3 separate regions of the Gossypium hirsutum genome follow, and all the other regions are linked to region 3. Evidence: chromatin contacts called from public Hi-C data. All regions are on one chromosome and are shown on one strand. The core of a region is the stretch at or near the end of the contact, and the rest is flanking DNA. Distances in the headings are between cores, read along the strand shown.

Region 1 (4,366 bases), core at 1,007-3,506, 180 kb before region 3:
CTAAAAAAGTAAAAATAAGACATGACTCTCCAAACTAAACATATCAAAAGGAAAAAAAAGCATGAAACCAATTGAAATAAAGCAACTATGAGAAAATGATACCACTTGATAGGAAATGAGGTACATATAGAGAAAAATCAAAAGAAAGAGCATATGTAAATCAAACAATATTTAATGATATGCAAATTTAAAAAGATATTAATTGAAATAAATTTTAGAAAATTTAAAAAAGAAATTTGGTATTAAAGATTCAGAAAAGGTATGGTTGGTAATCATTCTTGCTTACTTTGTGGTAATTCTAAAGAATCTATCATTCATGTTTTGCAAGATTGTTGTAAGGCTCGTAAGTTGTGGAAACAGTTTATCCCTAATAAATGTTCTATACAGTTTTTTTCCATCCTACTATTTAACTGAATTTTTTTAAATATAAGGAATGAGCTTGATTTAGTCTATACTGAGGTAGAGTGGCAGTCTCTGTTTGGTATAATTTGTTGGAATTTATGGAAATAGAGAAATATGTGGATTTTCAAAGAGGTGGATGTTGATTTAAAACATATTCTTATCTCTTTGGAGTTGGGCGAATTCTATTAAGCATTGTCTTGCTCCATCTGTTGGTTCTTCTAGAAATCTTAGCCGTTGCAGTCATTGGGTATCTCCTCCGTCGGGGTTTGTTAAATTGAACAGGGATGGGGCAAGATCTTCGAGTCCAGGATTTGCTTCTGCTACTATTGTGGCGAGAGATGTTACGGGAAGATGGCTTAGAGGTGTGGGTAGGAATATTAGAGGACGTAATGTCGAGCAGACAGAGCTTTGGGTGATTTATGATGCCCTTGTGTTGGCTTAGAATGTTAAATGGGATACTATCATTGTTGAAATGGATTGTGCCCAAGCCCTTTCAACAATCTCGGACAATTCTCATGGTATGTCGAATAGGGATTTAGTGATTAGAATAAAGGAACGTTGCAGCATGAAGTGGCAGGTGATTTCACAGAAGGTCGCAAAAGAAACTAATGCTACAGCTCACATATTGGATGGTACAATGTAGAAGATCCCACATGGTTCTATCAAGTTCAAGGATATTCCTATAGAAATTATTGAGTAAGTTTAGATTGATGGGGACTCAATTTGTAGTGCAACTGTTTTATCTTTGTAATTGATCTCTATTTTATTTACTAAAAAAATATTTCAAATTATTACAAGAAAAATAAAAATAAAAATCAATAAAGATATCACTTATTTTTTAATAAAAATTCATGAAAAGCATATTTAAGTAAAGATTTTACAATAAAACAAAAAAAAAGCATTTCTTGACCAAATCAATAGAGATAAAAAAGTTTAAGGAAAAATAAGTGCATCACCATCAAAATTAAGATTTTGTAGATTTACAATAAAAAGAAAATTGAAAAAGTGTCAAAACAATGCAAACACATTCAAACAAATCCAAAAGTTAAATTATTAAATAAGTTGATAAAGAAAAATCTATAAATGTGTAAATTGAGTGCATTCATATTTTAAATAACCTGTACATAAATTTTAAACCAAATAGCTTGAAACTTAAATAATGTGTTACTTACTGCAATAAACTTAATGGAGCTAAGGAAATTTTAAATTTGATTCCATGAATTCAGATAAAATATTAAATATACATTATTTAAGTTTAATTTATAAAAATAAAGATAATATTCCCTTTTAACAACTAACTTATCAGCATTGCTTTGGAGGGAAAATGACTTTCTTATGGTTCCTTTTACCCCATAAACAACCACTTCTTTTATAAAAAAAAAAAATTTTCATCTTAATAGTTTAAACAAGAGACCCATTTGATTCTTCATGCTGAATTCTTATATTTTATTATTTTACAATTGTGTTTAAAATATTTTTATATAAATTTTAATAAATTAATAGTATTGTATGAATTCTAAAAAAATAATCATATATATATTTATATTTTATTATTTATTCTTATCATATATTTCAAATAAATTTAAATATTCTATATAATATTGTGAACTCTAATTTGATGTTTGATACCATGTTGCCCAATAACTTTGAAAAATAGGTTTTCTCTTGACGCGTGTACACCAGCACATCAGGTTGTACACAAAATAATAAAAACAGGGCTGTAACATTATGAAAAACCCAAGGACCACTCAAAAGTCTCCCGTTTGGAATTTTGAATCTCCAAAGAGACGTTACAAGCTTTTTTTAAATTTACCTCTTTTTATTATTAAATTAAAAAAACGATTTTATTATTCCTTATTTTTTTCAAAAATCAAAATCCGTGCTTATTGTCTATTTGAAACTACAAAAAACTCTCTGTTGTATCTCTCTGTCCCTTTCTCACATTCAAAGGAGGAGCCTTTCACTTTTGTTTGTCTCAAAAACATCCCCCAAAATTTAAGCTTAATAATCGCATATCAAAGTTTTAGTCTTTTCTTTATATTCAAGCTCAACCCAGAAAATTTTTTAGCTACATTCAAGTTGTTCTTCTTCATTGGTTTCAATGTAAGTTCTTTTTTTTCCTTCGTGTAAAGATTTGGCTTTTTGTTTTGGGGGTGTATTTTTTGATTTTATGTTTTCTTTTTCCTATTTTGAGTTGTTCACATGGATCTGTTTGGTAGCTGGGAAAATCAGAGAAAAGCGATATATGACTTAAAATTTTGAGTACAGTGTTCGTCTTGCAGCTTCAATGAAATTGAATTGCTTGGTACGTTGTAGAAGCAATCTATCATTTGATTTACTGATTGGGTTAAAACTGGGATCTAAGGTGTTTATTATATTAAAATGAGTCAATGCAGTTAGTGTCTAAGTTCTTTAATCCCCCATTAGTACTATAGATAAATGCAATATTGTGGGATCTTAGCTATTTAAATTTTAAACAGCAATGCTATTATAGTAAAGCATATGTGAAGATTTAGAGGGGAATTTCAAGATATCAATGTAGCATAGTTCCGACATTGTACCTGGAATTTGTGAGAATAGTTTAGTTCAAATGTTAAAGATTGAGCGCATTGTTATATAGATATATAAGAATGGTAACTATGGAATCAAGGATTTAGAGATGGTTTATTTACTTGTTTAATGTTCCTCGGTTTCGAGTTTGTTCAATGGTTTTTAGTTATTTGAAGTTTTGCAATGTGTATTGCTAGTATGATGTGAAATGATGATTGAGATACTGCATTTCACCATGTTTAACTTGATGCATTTTCGGACATCTTGAACTCGACTTAACGATGAACATCGAGCCTTTTGTTCGTCTAATTTAATATATTTCTCTAGGTTTTGTTCATCTTGTAGGAGTCTATGATATAGTGTTTGATTGTGTAAGAAATTCTATAATTTGTAACTGAATGGTTCGTTGTGTTTAACAATATCAACAGACGGATTTGATCGGTTGAATCGAGTTTGTATTTCTCAGTATAAGTTGATCTGTTTGGTTTCATACAATGGGGGTCGAAAAAGAAGGTTCAACGAATGGAGGAGGTTATGTAGGTGGATTCTTTCAGCTATTCGACTGGACTGCGAAATCTCGGAAGAAGCTATTCTCAAGCAAGTCGGATTTTCCAGGTATAACCACCTTCCCGGCGAATGCAAGGAAAAATTATGTTCTTGCATCATAATAGTTATGTCCTTTTGTCGTTGCTGATCGGTTTTATGTCTTCAAATTTTTAGAGCGTTCCAAACAGGGAAAGAGAAGTGATGGGAACATACCGATGACACGAATCCATTTGGTGAGAACATAGCAACAGGATATGAATTCAGGGTTGATCGTAATCTGAAACTGCTCTTACAATTGTTGTTTGTGATTATTTCAGATGGACGAGGATGAAATTGGAGCTGGGGCAAGCTTCAAAGGAAGTAGTGATTATAGTTGTGCATCTTCAGTTACGGATGATGATATGTATGGAGCTAAGGCCCCAAATGTAGTTGCTCGGCTTATGGGACTAGATTCGTTACCTACATCTTCCGAGCCATACTCCACCCCATTTTTCGACACTCAATCTCTTCGAGATGCTCATTTTCGAAGGAGAAACCTTAATTATCATCATAATGAGCAAATAGTTTATCCAGATGATCGGTTCAATAAGATGGAGGGCGGCCCTCCAAGGATCGTTGCAGAACTGAAACCTCAGAAGACAGTCAGCAAACCTATAGAGAAATTCCGAACCGAAAGTTTGCCTCCAAAGGCTGCTAAAACAATTCCAATTACACACCATAAACTTTTGTCTCCGATCAAGAGTCCGGGTTTTTTTCCTACTATGGATGCTGCTCATATAATGGAAGCAGCTGCGAGAATTATCGAGCCTGGTCCCCAAGTCATCACTAGAGCCAAAATGCCGCAGGTCGGATCGTCCTCAGTTCCCGT
Region 2 (4,340 bases), core at 859-3,358, 240 kb after region 3:
GTAAAATTACTTGAGTTTTACACTAATGTAAGTGGATCACTCTTCAAATACTTATAGTTTAATATCTAAATATGTTAACAATACTATATTGTGGCATACTAACGATGCATGTGAAAACAATTATATAATAAATTTGTTAAAACTTGATATAAAAATAAAATATGTATTTGACTGAAATGATTGAGAGAGCGAGTGTTGTGGAGTCTTAAATCTTAAGTTCAAATCATATATATATATATTTGGATTTTATATGAAATTATAAAAATATTCTCAAAATAATATTTGTTTCTTCGTTAAAATATAATGATCTTTTAGTACTTTAACAACTGAGCTGGGACCTAATTGAAGAGTGATGCCAACTTAGTCAAACTCTTTATAAATATTATAGACTTAGCAACCGAGTTGAGATTCGATTGAAGGGTGAGACAAACTTAATTAAGCTCTTCATAAATAATATAGATATATTATATAAACATACAAATATACTTTAATAGGCAAATAAAATATTTTATATACAAATATGAATTTTAAATTTATTAATTAGATTCAATAATTTGGTTTAATAATTATATGTCATGTTTATATATAATTTTAAAAATAAAAATGATTCAAATAAAAAAATTAAAAATTAATTTTCGAATACCAAAATCTTGTGCCAGCCGGAACAAAATGTTACAAATCAAAAATTAGATGAAATGGACAATAACACAAGTAAATTTTGACTGAAACAAAATTTAGACTAGTTGATACTTTGATGTAGAGCCATTGGCTTCCCAATAATTTTTTAAAATTTTCCTTAAACTCTTAAACTTTTTTGAAAATTTCAATTAAGTTTTGTTAAAATTTTTAAAAATTCTCGTAAAATTTTATAAAATTTTAACACCAATATCCGTCTATCAACAATTATGATGTGTTAGAACCAGCAGTTCTTAGAAACTGCCTACACAATTTATTCTCACATCACTCAATTGGTAAGTCTAGTTTACACAAACACCCATCTCAATATACAACAAGATGAAGTGTGTTCAGCTTCAACAAAAGCTTTAATTACTTCCATACATACAATCCCATGCAATAAAACATAAATCAAGCTACATATCTCAACTATTCCTTATTACTTCTATTATGGGAAAACACTTTTAAAACCTCAAAGGCAATGAAAAACAATCCTTAAACATGATGCTTCACCACAGTAACAGGACAGGAGCCATTGTTCACTACATAGTTGCTTACACTGCCCATTATAGCCCTGAAAATAAAAACAAATTAAAATCTCGGAATATGATAATATATGTTGCTATGACTCTTCACTTCTTTGAAAAAATATCAGTGTTTGATATCCTCTCATAAAAATATATAATTTAATCTCATAGTCTAAAAACGAAAGAAGAGATTAATTGATGAAAAAGGTTTACCTCTTAAGCGTGCCAAGCCCTCTATTTCCTACAATTATGCAGCTAAGAGGGATAGTATCAATGGCCTCACATAACTTCTCACGAGGATCACCCCAGTATATCTTCATCAGCACCTCAATCTGATGATTTGTGAGTAAAATATATCAACTTACTAATAATAATTAACAATAACTGAAACAAAATGAATTAAGTTCAATTTCATGGATTTTTGTGGGAAGAAGAAAAGTACTTGGGTTTGCCTAGCAGCAGTGGTGACAATATCCAAAGTTTCAGGGTCTGGCTTTACTCCATACCTCTTCATGATAATTGGATCACAGAATTCACTTAATGGGATTAAAGCTACATTAACATAGTAAAATTAAAAAAGTCATTTCTTTAAGCTTATCCTGGATTCTTTTTTCTCGAGAAACAAACGATAAAAATTAATTAGAGGAAGAAGAGTATGTACGTGAACCGGTGGCTTCCCAAAGCTGTATCTGATCGCCTTCGTCATAATGACCTTCAGGTCGAACGGCAACAAGGATAAGATGATCCCCTTTCCGGATAACGTTATCCACAGCCCATTTCAACGCATTCTTGCTGCTTGGAGAGAAATCAACAGCAATCCCAACTCTCCTATCAGCCGCCATATCTCTCCGCTCTGTCTTTACTTTTTTCTATGATCACCCTAATATGCTTAGCCCTGTGTGTATATATATCTATATTAAACTTTTTAAACCCTTTTATAGCTGGAATTTTTATGGGAATAAATTTCATTTTGGAATTTACTTTTTTATATAATTATTTTAGTCCAAAGCACTAACATTATGAAAGAATATTACGTCTTAATTCAAAATATTAAGATCATTAAATATTTCCTTAGTTAACTTGTATAAATTTTTTCAAACAATGTGAAATTTATTTCGTAAAATTCTGGCTATAAAAATAATCATTTTTTTAATTTTTTATTTAAAAAATTCAACTCAACCTCATTATATGAGTTTTTTTTAATTTATATTAATAGTACAACTTTTTAATGATATTAATAAAGAATAGTATTTGATGCATACTATTGCACGAATCTCATGCATCATCTATAAATAATAACATACTACATTATTATTAAATAAAATAAAAAATTGTGAAGGATTTATAAATAAATACTAATAATTTTTTTAAAACAAATTTAAATATTAATTTTGTTATAACTACTATAAATATATATTAATAACTCTCAAGCTTAGAGTTTACGATCTTAGGTTTAAAATACCGAATTTAAGCCGGATAGATCATCGATGATGCATCACATATTCTCTTTATTAATAATTTATCTAAAATATAAATTTGATAATTAAATAATTAAATTATATAATATAATTAAGCATAATGTAAAGAAGAAAAGTGACCTATATTTTATACGAGCAAGTGAGTCGGAATGAATAGAAAGGCATCAACTTTAGATAAAGAGAGAAAGGGCCAGAAACTGAAGAAAAGTTTGTAATGGAGTTTACTTTTTGAGGTAAGGGTTGGTGTATGATTTTTCGCCTTTTCTTTTTTTTTTTATCATAAGAATTTTGGCATTTTTTGAGCCACCGATGGAGATAAGACGGTGATTGTGAAAGTTTAGACATTGTCTGAGAAGTATCGGATTCTTTGTTGTTGTCGGGTGGTGACCTCCACGTGGGCAATCAATGTTTGATGAATTTTTGTCTAGCTTTACTTTAATGAGTGTCTGGTGCATATAAATGATTAACTTGTAAGAATAATCATTGTTAATTACAAATTATAATAACATGGTTTATAAATATACGGATTTGAGGGAATATGATAAATTTTGTTGAGGCAAGTGCTATGGTCGTTATGGTTAACATTGCGATGAGTTGAGTTTTTTTTTTTCTATTAACTTGTTATTTTTAGGATAGGTAATTTTTAAAATAAAATTTTTGAGCTATAAATTATGTTGATATCATGAAAATATGATTATCCATCTATAAAGATCAAATTCATTTTAGACCTTATCATGAGTCATGTTATTTGGCCCTACTTGAAGGTCTACCCGAAAGTTAAAATAGTTTGTGTAAAAATATAGGTTTAAAAAATGAGCTTAGGCAAAAAACGATGCCCGTTTTATAAGCGGGTCGAGCCTCAAGTAAGCTTTTTTTTTATCCTGGGCTCGACTGGGCCTAAATTTACAAAAAATAAAAAATTAAACATGTTATTTTGGTGCTATTCTGCTACTATTTCGTTATTATATTGTTATTATTTTGTTGTTATTGTTTGGATATTATTGTAACTCTTGTTTTATTGTTAATTTTACTACTATTTTAGAGGCATTTCCTTGCTAAGTTGCACATATCTTAGTGTTAAATTTTTTAGTTTATTTGATATATTATATTTTTAATTTTTTTAAATAATAATATAAGAAATTTTAATACGAGAGGACTGGGTTAGGTTTGCATAAAATTTTAAGTCTATTTTTTGGATCAGGCTAAGAAAATGGGCCTAAAATTATATTGAGGTCCAGCCTAGTCCATGATCATCTCTAATCCATTTGAAGCAAATTATCTGAAAGATTAGATTGGATCGGATTAAGCAATTGGATTCCTTTAAATTATTGAGAATGAATAATGACTGCTTTGAAGACTTATATCAAACAATTTTACTTTATCTTGAACTTTTATTTTATTTTATTGTATATGTTGTTTTAGCTGCATTTCTTTTATAAGTAAATTGATTATAATCGACCTAGTATGCTAGTAAGTCTCGAACTTTTATATATTTGAATAGACTTGTATAAGTTTTGTATTGAGGGTTCATAGCACTTATCTATTCATTAACGAACTTATTATTGAGAGTGTAAACAAGTTTATTGTTTGTTTTACAGTCTAAGTTTTCAAAGAAAACTTGAGGTAAGTTGTATATCACTTGTTGTTTTAGGTAGAAAAA
Region 3 (4,025 bases), core at 9-2,508:
GTAATCCGTACTACTCTCTGCTGAAGAAGAACCTGATCCCGTAACAGATGAGGCACCACCGCTATCAGTCTCGAAAACAGAAGCCTCACTATCACTACTAGAATCCGAATCCGACCGGTGCTTCCTCTTGCTTTTGTTAGACCTACTATTATCATCTTTCTCATCATCCTTCACATCAGGGTTATCCAAATCATAAGAGACAGAAAGCTTCATCCTCAATTTCGGGTTCTTAAGCTGCTGAGTACGCGACGGTCGCGACATATAAACCCGTTCATTCTTACATTCATACGTCCAATGCCCCGCTTGGAAACACTTTTGGCACTGAGAAGCACCCATCGTAGACGTCATGGTTATCTTGTCTTTCCTTTCGCCTAATCTAACTGCCTTTTCAGTACTCATCAGATACATTTGCCTCTTCGCTTCCCTTTTCTCTTGCCATCTGCTAGGCCCCTCTTCTTTTTGCCCATAAGCATTGACATTTCGGGCGGCAGCCGCAGCTGCCCTTTCAGCCTGAGCTCGACTTAGGCCTTTTGCAGCACTCAATGCTGCTGCCTTTATTCTTTCAGCAGCAGCCTGAGTTTTCTCTTCTTTCTTACTTGACATTTTATATATATATATGTATGTGTATGTATATGCTGCAATCAAATGTTCAATCAGATCAGTTCATTACTCTAATAGGATTTTTAGAACTAATGAAAAGTGGATAAAGACAGAAAAAATATCAATGTTTACCTATGAACTTAACTACGAACAAGCAATGAAGGCAAACTGAAGACAATTTGCAAAATCTACCCGTTAAAACGAAGAAATTATAAGCAAACGTGCAATTTTTCTTCAAAACAACGAAACATAAACGTAAAAGAAATTGAAAAAAAATTAGAGTAATTCTCAAATACAAAGGCCAAATAAACCCTAATTCTTTTTTGGAAGAACAAATAAACCCTAAATTGAAAGTAATAATGGGGTGGGGGAAGAATAAACAAATCTAATCGAGCGAAATCCTTAATAGCGGATAGGGTTTTAAAATAATTAAAATCGAAAAGGGGGGGGGGGAATTAAGGCTTACCAGAACTTCTTCGCGCTGGGGAAAGATCCAAATCGAAATCCTTAATAGCGGATAGGATTTTTTCCCTTCAAGAGTAAATTCAGATTTAAAACGCTCGAGGTTTTTTTCTTCAATAATTGTTTGTAAATTAAAATGTCCTACCTATTTTATATTTCAATCAAATCCACCTAATTACCACACTCTTTATTTTGATATCTTTTAACCGCTTAATAATAAATTTATTTCTTTTATAATTTAACAAATTTAAACTTCCAGTAACTTTAAAAAATTTAACAAATTTAACCTTCAATATTTACAATATTTATCAATTTAATTTTAAATATAAAAAATTTCAAAACTAAAATAAAAATTTATGAAAAAAGATTTTTAGGATTTTGGTACTATATTTTTAAGGTTTTTTTAAAAAAATAGTTTTAAACTTCTTTTATTTTTATATTCTTTTAAACTTGTAAAGTATTTTAGAATTTTTAATAAAAAAACATTTTTAAATAATTTTCTATTTTAAAATTTTTATATGTTTTAAGATTTTTATAGATGAGACTGTTTTTTTAAGATATTAAATAATTTTTAATCTATCTATTTTTTAATTTTTTAAATTAGGACTAAATTGACAATTTGTAAAGTAAATTTGTTAAAGTTTTTAGAGTCAAATATCAAATTGATAAAATGTGTATACATTGAAAGATGTTAACCAATCAGATTAATAAAGAAAAGAAAGTGATAGTTGAATCGATGATTCGCTTGTAGGCAAGGCAGAGAGCCACTGTAGGTTAGTAGCTTCTGGGAGTGGAATTATAAAGAGGAGGAAGAAGAAGAAAGGAGAAGATGTGTGTGTATGAAGTAGTGCCTTGTGCGATGTTGTATGGACCATTTTAAGTGAGAGACAAGATATCTACATGCTTAGAGATTACTGACATTGAGACTTGATCTGGTTTCCTAACTCTGATGTTTTAAAATATGACGTCTTGAGATAATTGGGTAATTAATGATTTTAAATTTCTCATATACATCTCAAATATGTTGTGAGCTTCGTCAAGCTCAAGTTCGCTTGTTAAAAGTGGAAGGTTCACTAAATTAGTCAAGTTTGCTAGAGACATGATTTGCTAAAGGATCGGTTCTCCCGAAGGACATGTGTTGGGATTTGCGGTGTAGCTATAACAAAGGGTTAAATTTATTATTATACTAATAAAAAATAAAGTTCCACTATTAACTAAACAACAAAGTGACAAAAAAATCAAATTTAAAAAAAATGACCAAAACAAATTTGATAATGTTAACAATTGACTTTGAATTATAAAATCTAAAAAATAAAAAAGATTAAACTTCACAAATAGAAGTACAAAAATTAAATTCTAAAATTTTGTATGGCTTATTATAATCTAACCATACCATCTTAATATTTTTTATAATCATTAAATTATTATAATTTCTCAAAATACCGAATCATAAAGTTGATATACGTAGACATTTTAAATAGCAAACATCAAGAAGATAGGGAGCTCAAAAGATTCTCCAGCAGGAAGCTAGCTAATACGTTTTTCATTTTGAGAATATATTCTTTTTCAAATTTTTTTTCTCAATATAAAGTGGTCTAAAACAACAATGAACCTTTTTGGTGGATAATTTTCCACAGACCTACCATTCCCTGATATCTTTCTCTCTCGAAAGAATCTCAAAGTATAAATCAATAACAAAAACTGGATTTAAGAGACAATGGAAAAGAAAATTAAAAATGAAAAAGCAAAAATTCTAATTTATCTACAAAGATGGATCTTCACTATAAGATCTATCTACGGCGGCTGCAAAGACGACAATATCCGCATAAAAAAGTCGGATAGGCGTCTGAGTTTAGATAAGAGCTCTGCATTTCTCCCGAAGTAAGACTCCGCATTCAACAACATTACCTGAATATCGTGCTGCACTGCTTCTAAACTTCGATAATAGTTGTTCTCCAACCTAGACTGGATAATATCAAATGATAATGGCACAGGGTACCTGCCAAAATAGTCATTTCCAACATTCAGTCACGTTTTAAACCCAAAAGCCAGAGAGTACCGGCTAACACCGAGTTTGGCGGGTGGAAATGAGGAAGGAAAGTGTGTGGATGGAAATTTCCACTTGAATAAGCAATGTTTTTAACAATTTAGTAACATTTCTCTATTTTACATCCTTTGTACCAAACATAACAAAGGAAACATAGCTTTCCCTTTCCTCATCTTTTTCCCTTCCATTCATTTTCCTTCCTACCAAACATGGTGTAAAATTATGAAGCAGGAATGCAGGATGTATATGAATGCTGACACGTATTAAAAACTTCAGATTGAACATCCATATAAGCATGTAAAACATGACTCTTTAAAAATTATTTACCTGTTTGTAAAATTAGACTTCTGTGAAACTTGCTTCAATTTATTTACTGCGTATTGATCCTGAAATAATTTAAAGCAAAAATTAACAAGAATTTAATGGTAAAGCTTCCAATAAATTTAACCTACTCCAACAGTGTCACTTGAACTTAAGCTCGAGTGATAAGCAATTTGGTAGACCTAATTAAGTTCAAGCTTGGACACTAATCCTGTACTTCGCATTAATTACTAACAGTTCAGGAAAAAATATTTTAAGACTCATATTTTGCCAGATACCTGAGCTTTGTGAGAAGATTTCTCCAATTTGGCAAAGGCTGAAAGTAGATTATCTCTGATATTACTATCAATATGAGGCTGCTCCCACTGAGTATCCGCATCAAAGAGCTCCCATGGACTGTGAATTTGTGGTTCCTTGGGCTCACTCCGGTACTGAACAGTGTACCTTTCCCATGGACTATCGGGAAATTCATAAGATTTGGGCTTCACAGCCACAATCCGGCCATCCCACCAACTTCCATCGTCCCCACTCGCATCTTTCCACCAGACTTTGCACTTATCCCTGCAGCTCCAATTTCTATCAATAGCAGCATCAA

The links. A called contact is a pair of places that touch in the nucleus more often than the background predicts.
Region 1: a Hi-C map of leaf shows a contact between it and region 3, with 2.5 times the contacts expected there. The contact joins the promoter of LOC107888942 here to the promoter of LOC107888952 in region 3. A contact is called at or near these places in 4 of 34 Hi-C or Micro-C datasets (callus and leaf).
Region 2: a Hi-C map of leaf shows a contact between it and region 3, with 3 times the contacts expected there. The contact joins the promoter of LOC107888958 here to the promoter of LOC107888952 in region 3. A contact is called at or near these places in 15 of 34 Hi-C or Micro-C datasets (callus, hypocotyl, leaf and 1 more).

What each region holds. Positions count from the first base shown.
Region 1 is chrA09:56,920,041-56,924,406 of Gossypium_hirsutum_v2.1, forward strand. LOC107888942 reads left to right here and starts at 2,257. Exons shown (of 6, transcript XM_041077729.1): 1 at 2,257-2,505; 2 at 3,381-3,567; 3 at 3,673-3,731; 4 at 3,816-4,366. The coding sequence starts at 3,447.
Region 2 is chrA09:57,339,163-57,343,502 of Gossypium_hirsutum_v2.1, forward strand. It overlaps LOC107888958 (universal stress protein PHOS32), which reads right to left and starts at 2,109. Exons shown (of 4, transcript XM_016813235.2): 1 at 1,864-2,109; 2 at 1,645-1,754; 3 at 1,416-1,534; 4 at 912-1,249. The coding sequence starts at 2,044. The coding sequence ends at 1,171.
Region 3 is chrA09:57,104,543-57,108,567 of Gossypium_hirsutum_v2.1, forward strand. It overlaps LOC107888952 (zinc finger CCHC domain-containing protein 10), which reads right to left and starts at 1,259. Exons shown (of 2, transcript XM_016813229.2): 1 at 1,067-1,259; 2 at 1-635. The coding sequence starts at 603. It overlaps LOC107888953 (bromodomain and WD repeat-containing protein 1), which reads right to left. Exons shown (of 25, transcript XM_041077734.1): 23 at 3,709-4,025; 24 at 3,437-3,495; 25 at 2,591-3,061. The coding sequence ends at 2,857.